Regions from separate parts of the Mus musculus genome. Here region 2 is linked to region 1. Evidence: chromatin contacts called from public Hi-C data. All regions are on one chromosome and are shown on one strand. The core of a region is the stretch at or near the end of the contact, and the rest is flanking DNA. Distances in the headings are between cores, read along the strand shown.

Region 1 (7,636 bases), core at 1,914-4,413:
AATGTGGTTCAACTATGCAATGTAAGGCGGGCCAATTTATACATGTTACTAGCAAAGAATCCTTTATCACATGTCCTTTCATGTGTTTACATTAGCAGAACATCTCTCCTGTGTCTGCTTCAGTGAAATATTCCTTCATGAGTCTGTTGTGGATGGGCCTGGTGCTGTTTGTATTTTGATGCTAATTCTGCTCTCCTGAAAGGGGCTGCAGAAAAGGAGCGAGTCATACTCAGGTGACTTCTTGTGAACCAATCCCCTAAGGAATAAAGGAGCCAATCACTGGGTGAGTAGGAGGGACTTCTGGGTTGGATGGAGGAAAAAAGGAAGCAGGAGAGAGTTAGGTCCTTTTTGGACAGGGATAGCATGAAGGCAAGAAGTAATTACAAGTGTCTCCTAGTTTCAATGACGGATCCACCTCTGGAGGACTTAGATTTAAAAAGGCTTACAAGTTAGGATTTTAGTAGTTGTGCCCAGCAATTGAGTTACTGTTGTTTCTAAATTAAGTTTGTGTTGCCTTTTCCTTCATGCGGAGGCTCGTCTGGGTTCAAGAGAGAAAGGTATGGCAGCAAAGCATGGGTTTGCCAGACGTGCACCACAAAGGCCATGGGGGTTTTGAAGCATGAGGCTGGTGTGGAAGTGACCCGACCCACCAGTAGGAACTTACGAGCTGAGTGGAGAGATTTTGGAACACTGAATCAGAGTCTCCACGAGATAAAAAACAGGTCAGCCATTGCCCGCCAGTTTGCCAGCACAAGAGCAGGAGTGTGCCAGTTCTTTTTAATATTTCCCTCAACCTGAGTCTGCCTTAGACTTTCACACCTGTGTCCACTTCAACATTCCTTCATATGTTTGCTCCAGCAAAACACCACCCAACTGACTTTCTCAAAGAACTGTTAAGTTCCCACGTCAGATACTGATGTTTAAACGTAAAAAAGAAAGTACTATATGCCATGTAGACATGAGGGAAAACACAGCCACCTGACCTCAGAAATGTTGGTCCACATGAGGCTGGCTTCCTGATGACAAAAGAAATCAGAGTTATAAATAGCTATTAGAAGGGCCTGGAGAGACAGCTTAGCAATTAAGAACACTCTGCTCTTGCAGAGGACCCGAGTTCAGTTCTCAGCACCCATGTTAGTTAGGCTGCTCACAATCTTTGTAACTTCAGTTCCAGGGCATCCAACACTTCCTTCCTTGAACATCTGCATACACATGCAACTACAAACACAGGCAGACATACATGCATATATGCATAATTAAAATTAAACCAAATCTTTAAAAAATAAACACCATTTAGGGATATTGATGGTGGAAGGCTATGAATAACATAGCAGAGACAGCTAGGCCTCAGCAATACGGTATGAGCAATACTAGCAGAGTATATAGAATAACACATCCTGTGAATAAAATATATGTTCACTGCTACTGCAGAGCAATGTATGTGGTAACTAGGTACCCAAGTACCTACTCCAGGTACACACACACACACACACACACACACACATACCTAGGCCTCAGCAGGATTTCATCTTCCATTTTCCCCATCCTTATCTGACCCCCAAGATTAACCATCACAACCATAGAGAACACATTAATTGGCATAGAAGCTGAACCATGTGACTGTGTTCTTCGTCTTCATCTGCTATGACAAAGTTTATTGCAAACGTCTCTCTAATGCAGTGGTTCTCAGCCTTCCTTTGCTGCAACCCACTAGTACACTTCCTCATGTTGAAGTGGCTCCCAACCATAAAATTATTTTGTTGCTACTCTATAACTGTAATTTTGCTTCTGTTGTGAATTGTAAATATCTGATATTCAGAATATCTGATATGTGAACCCTGCCAAAGGGTTCTTAACACATAGATTGAAAACTGCTACTCCAATATATCTCCGCTCACTTCTAAAGCAAAGAGATTGTTGGTGCCTCATGTAGGTGTCTCTGGGTGTGCCTTGTGTCGTCTCTTGTCCTGCATGGTACTGGGAATGTATGCCACTCATGGTTCTGCCTCTATGCCCATTAATGTATTCTTCATCGACTTTAAACCTACCTTCCTCCGACTTGTTTTGTAATATTCTTAGGCTTGGCAATGGTCCCATTGCATGGTGGGAGAGGACATTAAAAGTGTCTATACCACAGACTTACATGGAGCAAATGCAGTTGCCTTGTAGTAGAAAACTTCAGAGTATTAAGTTGCCACCTCCGCATGATTACAAATGAAACGCTTGCTCTGCTGTGATGACCTAACTGGTGTCAGGACTTTCCCCTAAGGGAGACTACTATCCTGAACTCATGTCAGTCCCTGAGGACATATAGTCATATGGAAATAGGAAGCCAGAAGAGATTTCTAATGCCTGTGGCCAAATCAGCTGTTTCTGTGCCCTCTGCACTCGCACCTGTCAGGCACCACCAGTCCCATGGAAAGTCCACCCTCGGACGATGCTCCCAGGGCTAGCATGAAAGGAAGGAAGGAAATCTTTCCCATCCCACCTGACAGGTGTCGGGTACAATGCATGCAAGATGACCCCCTTCTCTCTTCACTATGGAAAGGAACTCTCAAGTCCTGTGATGACAGGCACCCAGGGGTAACACTGCAGTACCCTTCTGAAATTGCTCATATATCCACCATGCTTGAAGGTAGGGTGTGGCCGTGAGTGCCAAGTCAATCAACTGAACACTTTCACCCCCACCCACCCACCCTATTGCTAGCTATTTTCAAAAGAGGAGTGCAGGTGCCCAACTTCCTGTGGCCGAAATGACTGGGTTGCTAGAGATGACTCAGTGACATGTGTCGTGGTTGTCTGACACAGCCGGTGTGCCTCAGAGCCCAGGAAAGGTCCCTGCCCACAAACTAGTCAGTCTGCAGCCAAACAGCCCTTGAGTTCCAGGCACCCGGTTCCAGTCCCCCCCACCCCGCACCCCCTCCTGGAGCCAAGATGGACTCTGTGCACAAAGCAGGTGTGGGAAGGGAGGGCAGGGAAGTAGGCCCCATTGTTTTTATAACAATCCCTTCTCATTTTCTATACTGCAGCCTTCAGTCCATTACAGGCAATTTCCTGGCATCACCCAAGCTTGAAAGGCCAGATCAAAAGTACAGGGTGTCCCAGCTGTGTGGGCCTCACTCAGACTGAACACTAACCACAACCCTTGCAGATAATTTATTCCACTGGAGACACCCTGTGCTTCCTCCCTGGGCGCCTGGCCCTCTGGTCTCCTCCACACTCCAATTGTGGAAGTACTCATCTCCCCTGTGACAAAAAAAAAAAAAAAAAAAAAAAAAAAAAAAAAAAAAAAAGGCTGCTCGGCTTTGGTTTCACACCTGCTGGGCTCACAGGATTTGAAGCCATAGTTGGGACATACAAAGGCTCAGAAAGCTGAATTTAGGTTAACAAACTGTGTTCGTTTTAGTATGTTAGAGGAACCTGAGAAGAGGATGTTGATGTTTGGTGCTCAGTAGGTGATCAAGGAATTAGAGCAGAGGCAGGAGCAGAACTTCATGAGGAGGGGTCAGGTGAGTTCTGGGATGGAACCAAAAAGCAGGAGGATAACTACTGCATAGAGAGATGACACAGGGCACAGATCAAGGACAATAGCCTCTAGATTCTTTAAACAACGTGTGTGTGTGTGTGTGTGTGTGTGTGTGTGTGTGTGTGTGTATGTGTTTGTGTTTGTGTTTCTTTCTGACTGTCTGTCCGAGTGTTCGTATTCACATGTGTATATATGAAGGTATACCTGTGTGTCTTAAGTGTGTGTGTGTGTGTGTGTGTGTGTGTGTGTGTGTGTGTGTGTGTCTTTCTGTCTGTCTGTCCGAGCGTGTGTATGCACATGTGTATATATGAAGGTACACCTGTGTGTACATGTATGTGGAAGCCAGAGGTCAACCTCATTCCTCAGGAGCTGTCCACATTGCAGTATGAGACAGAATCCCTCACTTCCTTGGGCCATTGCCAAGGCTAAGCAGACTGTCAAACGAGCCCCAGGATCTTCCTATTTCTGCCTCCTGGTGCTGGGAATGCAAGCCCAGCATTTTTCACTAGTTCCGGGCTGGAAACTCAGAGCCTCCTGATTCTTTGGCAAGCATTTTAACAACCTAGTTATCTTCTTAGCCAGGAAGAACTGTTACCAACCAAATAAGATAACCAGAGAGTAGAATGGACATTGGGAAACGGCTATGCCTGAAGGCTTTTATCTGATTTTATTCTGGTTCATTTTTATTCTATTGAGGTAGGGTCTCAAGTAGTCCAGGATGGCCTCAAACTTCTGGTCCTTTTGTCCCCACATTCTAAGTGCTAGGATTAGAGGCATAGGTTACCACAATTGCTCGTGAAGGTTGTGTTTAAAACCACAAATAATATAGCTGCAGGGTAAGGTAGTTTATTCCTGTAATCCCAGCATTGCGGAGGCTAAGGCATGAAGACAGAAAGATGGCTTCAGGTGTAATGTCAGCACGGGTGACATAACGAGTTCCAGGCAAGCCTGGACTGCACTGTGAGACCTTGCCAAGAGAGAAGGAGGAGGGAGGGAAAAAGGAAGAAAAGAAAGAGGAAAGGAAGAAAGGAATGAAGGGAGAGAGAGGAAAGTAAGGAAAATAAATCAACAAACAACAACAACAAAACAGGTCAAAGATGATAATTTTCGATCTGAGAATGTAGTTCAGTAATAGAATCCTTGCCTAGGTTATGTTAGGCTATGGAAGATGGAAAGGGTAGGGGGAGGGAGACAGTGGGAAGCTTTTTGTTTTTAACAACATTCTGAGCCTCAAGCTCTGTCACAAAGTCTGCCTCTCCAGAGAGAGTCAGATGCAAGCGCAAAGTTCAGCATTTGAGTTTGGGTTTGAGGTTTTAAGGAATTTGATTTTTGCCAGCTACAAGAGGAGCTGTAATCCATGAAATACAGCAGGTACCTCCTGGGCCTAGTTCTGCATGCCTGCTAACATTTAAAACTGCACTTGTGGTACATAAAAGATTTATAATGATCTCACTCACAAATATAAATTTTGCCCCACACAGCATAGAAAGACCTAGAAGCAGAAGCGGTGAGCAGCTGAATATGAGCCCAGGGCCATAAATCCGTAACACTTGCGGGTTTTTTGGTTTTTTTTCACAGCTCCATCATAAACGTGACCAATTTCAATTTAATTTATGGGATTTTACAGCTAGGTCTAAGAATGTCCTTTGGAAAGTTAAACTTTAGAAACAACAACATGTATTTGGGATTTCTAAGAAAAACATCTACCATGTCAGGTGACACTGATGGGACAGCCTTGGGCAGCCCCTGGTTATGCAAAGTGACTGGGGGAGGTCCCTAAGACTACTACAGCCAACTCAGAGCCCTGGAGGCTCAGAACCATGGGCACATCTACCCACTGTGCACCAAACACAGGGCTCTGTGGAGAAGTTACAAGGGAGACTGACCTTCAGCAGGAAAAGCCTTGACTTTGTAAAAATACACAAATCTGGGTTCAAGTTTAATCATGGCTCCCCGGCTGAATGACCATCACTGCACCAAGGCCTCTGAGTCTCAGTGTCTGAATACGGTTTGGAAGAAGCCAAACAAGATAGCACTAACTCTTCTCAAGTATCAACCCATTGTACGTTCCCTATAGCTTCAGGTGCTTTTTAATATTCCATTTTATATCCAAGGAAACTGAGAAACCCAGAGTTCATGGCTGTTTTGGCATTTATTACATATATATACACACACGTGTGTGTGTGTGTGTGTGTGTGTGTGTGTGTGTGTGTGTGTGTGTGTTGGTGAGATTAACTTAAGGACAATCCAACTGGAACACTACAGCCGTTAGCAGTGCACTTCACTCTACAATACAAGGAAAGCTGGGCGAGGTGATGCATAGCCACCATCCCAACACTTGGGGAATGGATGAATGGATGCAGGAAGAGCAGGAATTCAAAGTCATTCCCCACAACACAAAACTGAGGTCAGCCTGGACTCCAAGAAACCCTGTGTCTTAGTCAGGGCTTCTCTTGATGTGATGAAACACCATGGCCGAAAATTAAGTTGAGGAGAAAAAGGTTTATTTGGCTTACACTTCCAGATCAGTCCATCATTGGAGGAAGTCAGGGCAGGAGCTGATGCAGAGCCCAAGGAGGGGTGCTGCTTACTGGCTTACTCCTCATGGCTTGCTCAGCCTGCTTTCCTCTAGAACCCAGAACCACCATCCTAGGAATGTTCCCACCCAAGCTGGCCTCCCCCAACTCCCAAATGGTCACTAATTGAGAAAATGGATTTCGTGGAGGCATTTCCTCAACTGAGGTTCTTGTCTTTTCTGATGATTCTAATTTGGGTCAAGTTAATAGTCAGCACTTCCTGCCTCAAAAATATGTAAATAGAACCTGCAAAGTGGCTCAGCAGGTAAAGGTGCTTGTGACCAAGTCTGAGGACCTGAGTTGATCCCTGGAATCCATATAGTAAAAGGAGAGAAGCAACTTCTGTAAGATGTCCTCTGATTTCTACATATACACACTGGCACAAAAGCGAAAGTGCCCACACATTTACATTTACTCTCTCTCTCTCTCTCTCTCTCTCTCTCTCTCTCTCTCTCTCTCTCTCTCACACACACACACACACACACACACACACACACAAATACTTAAAAAAGAATGAAAGCTGGGTCTACTTCAGACTATGGCACACAGTGGATGGAGGAGCCAGGATGGGGCGCTTTCTTGCTCCTGTTTTGGAAATGATGTACCATTTTGTTTCTCCCACTGCTGCTTTTAATAATTCATTGTATTTGACCACAGTAAGAAATTAGAATTTCAGTCCAGTTACCGGTCATTAGTACACCTAAAATGCCAGCCATTCAGCCAGGCACACACCCCATCCCCAGATTTGAACATAGCAGCCTTTGTCCGAGCATCCATCATGCTGCCCCATCCTCAGGACTTTTACTATCAGTTATCTTGGGATTTCAGAGGAGGTGTGTCTCATTCTCAAAACGGAGTCTGCATGGATGTCCTCTGAAGTCTCTCAAAGATACTCAGATATTATTCTCACAGTGAGCAAACTAAACCACAGGAACACACACTCTGTCAGTTGCCACCTGTTGGCGACACCAGTACACACCTGACCTTGCTGGTAGTTCAGGATGGAGGTAGCCAAGAAGCAGTGTGGTTGGAGACAATACTATGGGGCTAAGGTGAGATGGGGGTGAGCGGGCCAAGAGTAGACAGGGGAGAGGTACCTGGATTGTTGGGTAGAAGGCTGAACATCAGGAAGAGACTTCTGAGACAAAGGGCCTTGAAACTGGCATACAGCAGGAAGGAGAAGTACAGAGTAGCCTAGAGAAGATAGCCAGCAAGTCTCAGAGGGGATGCAGTGTGTGAGGAGGACAAGAGCACAAAGACTAGGAGCTTCACACGCTACGAACTGTCCTAGGGAGGTGGTATGTTTGGGGACTGTCACTGGGGACTGTCACAGGCTGGGGATGAAGAAACAACACAGAGAATAGGAATGAGGAGGGAACGAGCCATGACAGGAACCAAACATCTCACCAAGATAATGACTGCATTGCTTGTGAGCAAAGTCTCTCAGCATATTCTTCAGTTTTACTACTGGTCCTAGAAGCAAAAGAGGCACATACAAAATGACTGCCCATTTCTTTGTTCTGCAAACAACCCA
Region 2 (7,636 bases), core at 2,438-4,937, 850 kb before region 1:
TGGGGAACCTGGGTTGATGAGTATGTGGATAAGAGATCATGTTGCACAGGCCTGAGGACCTAAGTCTAAATCTCCAGCACCCACAATATGCCTGTAACCCCAGGACTGGAGGACAAGGGAATAGAGACAGCTGGATCCCTCAGGCTCACTAGCCAGCATGGCTAGTCAGAGTTTGTCGTGTTCAGTAAAATATCCTGTCCCAAGGGGATATAGAGGAGAGTGACAATGCAGTTCACCTGATGTCCTGTTCTCCTCTGGCATTGTGTGTTTGGATATATTTATGTACAGGTACACACAGGTACATGTGCATACACAGAGTTGGGGAGAAGAAGAAGGGGTACTTTCTAACTACACAGTAGCATATCATTTGAAGCTCCACTTAAGCATTGAGCCAGTCTGTTTAGCTGATAGTGAAGAGGAAGTGGATTTTCAACACCAATGGCTTTCCAGGATGTGGGCAGCTCCTGAGTGGAGCACAGATGTAGATGGCTTCAAGAATTGGGCTCTTTATTCTCCTAATCCCCTGGGGCCAGTGGCATAATTTTATTCAGGCTCCCCAGGATCACAAAGGGGTTTCTTTCCTTTTGAAGGTAACCCATGGCAGTTGTGTCTGTTCAAACATCGCCAGCGGGCAGCCCAGAGCCCCATGAGTGTGTGCTTGATGCAAGTGCACATTTGTGAGGGTGATGTTTACCTGTTCAAACACAGGATTTGACTTAAAGCCACCAGCAGCCGTTCTCATCGATCATACCCAAACACCCAGACAGGGTACCTGGCTGGGTTCTAACGCAAGTGATGGAGGGTGTCTGCCTCTGAGGCATTATGGTCATACGTCTTTCCCATTAAGACCTGGAAACATCTGTTCTCCACAGCCCTTTTAAAGGCTACATTTTATTAGGTATTAGTTAATGATTGCAGAGTTATTTGCCTTTAAAAAGCAGGGGCTTTTTACTGCACATAGAATTGGTGTTTGGGGCTAAAGTGGCCACTACACAAAATTTTGGGGTCCTCAAAGGATCCCCAAAGCATCAAAGCAGTAGAGTATCTAGCTCAGGGTCCCCCTTTGTCCTATCTTTTATCCAAGTCACTCTGCTCTAGACCATGATTGTACTTTAATTACAGTTACAGATTTGTAATTGTCTCTAGCACTGAGGGATATCCCACTGGGACACTCAGAGCAAGGACACCCAGGAGTAGGGCTAGTGAAGATGGACAGTTCCTATTCCAGTAGACCTGAATTCTTGCCGGTGGTTGCTGGGACAGTGAGGACTTAAGTAGCTACTTCCTGATTCTACAGGAGCAGCCAATCCCAACAACATGAGCATGGTCTGGGAGGAGCCTGAAGCCAAGGCTGCCCATGAAGCAAGGCACTGGTCTGGAGAGTAGGGATGCCCTTCAGTGGGCTGTGCAGTGCTTCCCCAAGTATCTTAGAGCTATGAGGCCTTTCATGTTCACCTATACAGACATGCAACAGTTTTACTAGAAGTCTAAGATGAAATTTTCAGGATTCATGGGCTGAATGGACAGCTTGATTCAGACAATGAAGCTACAAGTCCTGGGATTGCTCTGCTGCCCTGTGAGAATGTTCAACAACTGATTCTGAGCTTTCTAGGCCCATGGTGTGCCAACACTCACATACCCATCTCAGTACTGCAAGCTTGGCATTCACAGAAGGGTCTACAACTCACCGTGGTGATATTATCATATATTGCTTAGTTAGTTATTTTTGCCTTCTACGATGTCTTAGCTCGGCTTTGGGCAAGGGGCACTTCTTCGTTTGTCTCTGGCACTATTTCTATGCACACCCACACTCCACTGTAGCCTTCTTAATTGAAGAGGGAGATTCACATAAGGTGATAAATGAAAAGCAAACTCTAAAGAGCACCTGTTTCCTATCCCAGACGCAGAGCACAAATTGCACAGTTACCTGCTTCACCTATGCCTGAGTGAGACTCTTCCACTCATTAGACTTGAACACCAGGCAATGAAGAAGCAGCAGACCCTGAAAACCTTTCATTAAAGTTCAGTAGAATTTAGCATCTGCAGGGGATGTGTTCCAAGACCTTCTGTTATATCAAAATCTAATGATGTCTGAGTCCCTTGATAAAATCAGGCAGGATTTACACCTAAATCCATGCCTACGCATGCTTTGAGTGTTCTCTTAGATGAGTGCAATGTAATAAATGTGATATGTGTGGTGCCTGGAACAACGGCATGACAGGAGTCATAAATGCCCGGCACATAGGCATGTGAGTGTTTTCCATCCGAGGTTGGGTGAGTCTCATGGGTACTGGAGGCAAACTGTGTGAGGATCTGCATTTGTGCGTGTGCGTGTGTGTGTGTGTGTGAGAGAGAGAGAGAGAGAGAGAGAGAGTATGTGTGTGTCAGTGAGTATATGTGTGTGTGTGTGTGTGTGTGTGTGTGAGAAAGAGATAGAGGAGAGAGACAGAGGATGAGTAGAGGCACTATCCACAGTTCTTTGTTGGTCTCTCTTACTAGCTTGGAAATTGCCAAACATATTAACCCAACCGGGCAGTGAGGCACCATCCTCGCTCCACTTTCTCGGTGCTGCGATTATAACCACTTGCGACCATGTCTGTCTTTCTCATGGGGTTCAAGTGATCGCAGTCAGGTCCCTGAGCTTGCGACTGCAGAACTCTACTTATCCCAGCTCTTTCTCTAGTCTTAAGGAGTTAGAGCTGATCTGCTCCTCCCACTGCCTCTTCCTAGTTCCAGCAAGTGAATGGCTAGTCAAACAAGGCAGACCTTCTGGCTTTGTATCCCTAGGAAGAAGCAGGGAGCCTGAGAAAGCAGCTCCATGTGTGCCACACCTTAGTCTCACTGGCCAATGGCAGCAAGAGGAACATTTACATCAAGAGGAGGACCTAGCAGAGGGTATGCAATGCCTCCAGCCCTCCCTCACGGCCGCTGCGTGCCACGGCTATTTGGATATTGGAGCTTTAGTTTTCTTCGACATAAAGCAAGTGTTAGAGATGGGAAGCGTGAGGGGGGCAGGCAGAGGGCTATGATGTTTGCTAACATCATCTGAGATTTCAAGGTCTACACAGGCTAACGCAGAGCAAATGAATATAACCCATAGAGCCTCTATTAAGAAGCATGGGGACACAGAGGTCAAATGGTGCCCCCTGGAAGTTCTCAAGGTCATAGATAGCTCCACATAGCGGCATGTCCCTTGATGGCGAGGGACATGTCTCTATGTCTACCAGAGCAGGATGCACAGATCTCCTTCATCTAATCGTCATCTAATCGTCATCTAATCTCTGTTGGAGATTAGAGAAGAGTAAATGGTTGTACCATCTGACTGGTTCCCAGTAGATACCCAGTGTCATCTATTTCTCCTTCATGGTCCCCAGTGGTCAGAAACTCTAAGCACTGGAACTCTAAGCCCTAAGGTCACTTTCACAACAGTGGCCTTTGGGTTCAAATATCTGATTTCCAGGCAGCTGTAGCAGAAAGGTCCTTGCTCTTGACTAACTAAGGATGAACTAGGTGTGTGTTTGCTTTAAGAAAAAAAATGAGGCAAACAGTTGGACCATTTCTGCTTTGTGTTTTTGGCTGGCTGCTTCCTGCTTCATAAATCTGGAGAGGGATATGAGGGAGTCAGTGAGCTGCTCCCTGTGTCCCAAGCCTGACTGTTTTGGGGGGTGGGGGTTGCCACAGTACCTCTCTGGACCAGCTGCCGCATCCATCTGCAGCTGGGCCTCTCCGTGATCTACGGCCAGAGCGCTGCGCCCAGAGCCTTTATTGCGGCTTCGCAGCAGCTGGTGTAAATGGGAGTGGAAAATAAACCCTTCTCTTCCTCAGCATTAGGCAAAATGCTCGCTAACACAAATAAACACTCACCTTGCCTCTTCTGTTGAGGGCTGAGATTACCCCAGTGTTGCTGTGAGCCCCTGGCTTGCTGCTCGGTTTTTACCTCTGAGGCTGATGCATCCAGGCAAGGTTAGCATTCCTGGCCTGCAAGAGGTGAGAGTCCACAGAAAGGGCCTTAAGCTAAGAGAAGCATCATCATTTCCACTGAGTCTGGATTTCAGTTTGAGAATCCGGTCTTTGAAATGACAGATGGCAAAAGCGATTACTTAGCTGTTGACAGTACTGCACTTTATAGGACCAGTGAGGCAGCAGGGCTGCATTTGAAGGGACAGAGAGCCTGTGCACCATCCAGCCTGGTCTTATTCAGGCTTACAGACAGCAGGCGATGGGATAGTCTGAGATGCCTCAGTAGACATGCAATGAGTCCCAGCAGTCACCAGCAGCAGGGATCCTGATAGGAGGTTGCTACACAGCTAAGGGGAGCATCCACTTAGCTTCTCTAGCAAGTCTTTCTAGTAGATACCAATCAAGTATCTCTAGTGTGGATATACTAAAGAAGTGGGTTAGAACTTCCAAGGAGGACAATGGAGCTGTGTACAATGGTGCTCCCAGCATTAGGGCAAATATCTGGAACACAGCAGAGCTGGCCATCAGCGAGAGTCATGGAATGGGATCTTGAGAGATAGACATCCCACAGTAACACATAAGGATGTGACAAAAGTCACTTAGTCATTGTGACTGATGTTAAGATTTAGTCTCTCCATGAAGCCTTTTCTGACCACTTACCTAAGATACAATTTCCTCTCCTAGGCATTTGTATATTTCATTTATTTCCATTTGCTGTTTCCTAGGCGATTTAAAATACGTCCTTTAGATGTCTTAATGGCAGCAACAACATATGTTACATCTCCTCTCTATGTGACAGGGCAGTTGCATGGACGCTTGCCTTCTTTGCCTGAATGAACAGCTCTCACGTGAGTTCCTGGTGAGCACCGGGAATTGTTGACAAATCTGCCAGCCTGGTGAGCATAGGGCCAGGCGGACAGACTGAAGTGAGGGCTGGGTCTACAGGATGCCCACCCTTCTGCTCTGTGCTGTCTACATCTGCACAGGCCTTCCTCCCAAAGTAGTCCAGTGGGGAGGGAAGGAGCTGATGGGAAGTACTATGCTGGGGGAACCCAGAAGTCAAACACTGTCCCTATAAATGGAGCAGCAGTTGAAACAGACCCTGACTGATACTTCAAAAACAGTAGCCGTACCCCTGAGTGCCTTAATTTCACTCTCACAGGTGAAGAGTACCCCACTCTTTATCAACCCCAATATGTGGTTTCCATTCTTTAGGTGTTCTGTCAACTTCAGTCTGAAAATATTAAATGAAAAATGTTAGAAACAAGTGATGTAAGAACAGACTGTCAATTGTTTTCAGTGCTGGGAAATATGTTAAAGTCTGTGAAATCTCTCCTGGGATGTGAGTTACGGACTCACTCCTGAACCTAATGGATTCTAATGGTCCTGCTCGCTAGTCCCAGAACCAGCATCCTAGAGACCAGATTGGCTCTTAAATATTTCCAGCACTGAGCTCAGATGCCCTTTGCTTTATTAAATAATGAGCCCAAGTATAGTGCTGTCGACTCTATCATAGTGCAAGTTTAGTTTATTTTGTTACAGTGATAATCATACTGCACCTTGTTGATAAAGTAAACTTTGTCATAGGTTTGTGTGTGTATGAACAACATACACATTTGTTGCATTTGGGGCTGATACTGTTTATAGCATCCCTTGGGGATCTTAGAACACATTCCCTGTGAGTGGGAGGTTACTTTAAGGCAGCAGTTTTCAACCTGCAGATTGTGACCTGTTTAGGGACCAAATGACCATTTCAGAGGGGTCACCCAAGACCATCAGAAAATACTTTATTTACAATTTATAACAGTAGAAAAATTACAGTTATGAAGTAGCAATGACACTAATTTTATGATTGGAATCACCATAACATGAGGAACTGTATTAAAGGGTCGCAGTATTAGGAAGGCTGAGAACCACTAGTCTAAGTCCTTATAGTCTTAAGTTCTAATTGCATTTTGATCTGCGCCTTAGCAATAGAGGCCCTCACAAAGACATACCATGATGAGACCTAGTTGAAGAATGCCTTAAGGAAGGATGGATCAGAACACATGGAAAGAGGTGTATAAAAAGAGACCAATGCTCTGCTTTCAATCATAATATCAGGGACATGGCCCCCCTTTTAGAGGAGAAGGGAGGGGATGAATTGGGGGAGGGACTGGGGAGGATTAAGGTGAATAAATAAATTAATTAATGAAAAAAAAGTCAAAGACTAGTGAGGGGTAGTGGGATGGCTCAGTGGTTAAGGCTAGTTTGAAGCCAAGCCTGAAAAACTGAGTTCACTCCCTGGAACCCACATGACAGATGGAGAGAACCAATTCCTGCAAGTTATCCTCTGACTTTTGTGTGTGTACATATGTGTTACATGTACAATAAATAAATAATCTGAAAACACTAATAGAAGACTCAGTAAAAACTAAAGACCTTCATCATACTCTCCCCCTTAGGTCCCTGGGTGAACTCCCTCAAATCTTTTTCCTCTTTTTCCTTTTTCCTTAGAACTTAGGACATCTACATAATAGGTGCAGCCGACTGTGGAAAGCAAGAGTGCCTCTTTCATGTAAAAGATGATATTTAATGTGCCCAGAAACAATGTTTCCACAAAAGTTGAGGCTCACACTCGATAGTTGATGATATTAAATAAAAATATATATCAGCACATATGGGTAACCTGTGCCCTGAGGTGCTGGGTACTGAAGCTAAGGTCATGAGCAGACTTGTAAACTCCAAGACTAAATTACATCCCCAACCCTAAGTCAAATCAAGTTGTAAAAGTTCTCTTCTGTATATTCTCTTGCCTCAGTGAGTTAGTAAGTGCCATCCCCCATTATAAATACAAGCTCATGCCACCCTTTTACAAATACCCAAGAGAAACAGTATACAAAGGAATGGTTGCTAAGGCTCTCTAGTGAGGGCTAGTCCATGGTTGGCTGGCTGCTTCGTTTCTGGTCCATGGTGAAGAACAGCATCTCAACAGGTCCACATGGAGGAGCCTAGCTGCTCACTTAGTGGCAGCCAGGAAGCAGAGAAGGAGGGAGAATGAGGCTGAGGACAGATTATATCATTCCCGGACTCATCCCCCGGTGATGTTCCTCCTCCAGCCAGGCACTGCCTCCTGGTTCCCACCACCTCCTACCACACAGTCCAATTACATCACCAAGGGATTAATCCATTGACCAATCAGAACCTTCTGGATTCAATTCCCTGGCTGGAGTCCAACCCTTCCTTCAAGGCATAAATCTTTGTGGATACTTCATTACAACCCAGGCAGTTTCTTTTACATGCCCTTGTTCTTGGATTCCCCTTCCATACTGAAGACTTCTCAAACATCTGGTGCTTCTGGAATTTCAGAGTAAAAAGCTGAGCGTTACCCAGCTATTAGAGCATCTTAAGTGAGCCTGTCGTGTTAACTGGCAAGCTCTGCTCAGAGTCACTAGCATCTGGGCTTTATAATGTGTGACCTTGGGCCATGTTATTTCTCTTGGGCTTTCCTGGGGTATGTTGGGAACACATGGTTAAGGAACTTCTCTTCTACTGTGGAGGGTCTTCCTTCATTTGTTCCTTTTGCCCTGAGCTAGACTCTCTCCTCTTCACCAGTGACATCTAAATCTAGAGAAAAAATCATTTTCAAGATGTGACCTCCCACGAAGGTGCAGGGGTGTGGCCTCTCCATTCATTT

The links. Hi-C and Micro-C count contacts between places; a contact is called where the count stands out from the background.
Region 2: a contact with region 1 is called in a Hi-C map of uterus, with 8 times the contacts expected there. The contact joins two enhancer-like sites. A contact is called at or near these places in 3 of 484 Hi-C or Micro-C datasets (DN3 thymocytes and uterus).

Annotation. Positions count from the first base shown.
Region 1 is chr12:25,434,073-25,441,708 of GRCm38.p6, reverse strand. The region is part of intron 9 of Gm36723 (a long non-coding RNA gene); the gene reads right to left. Among named protein-coding and RNA genes, the nearest start is that of Gm36886, 37 kb to the left of the region's middle. Within about 2 kb of position 3,163, at least 88 of the 459 cell types and tissues checked have an H3K27ac peak or open chromatin away from gene starts, as enhancers often do. A contact at or near this core is called in uterus, where this site is marked.
Region 2 is chr12:26,282,207-26,289,842 of GRCm38.p6, reverse strand. No RefSeq gene overlaps it. Among named protein-coding and RNA genes, the nearest start is that of Gm29968, 33 kb to the right of the region's middle. Within about 2 kb of position 3,687, at least 11 of the 459 cell types and tissues checked have an H3K27ac peak or open chromatin away from gene starts, as enhancers often do. A contact at or near this core is called in uterus, where this site is marked.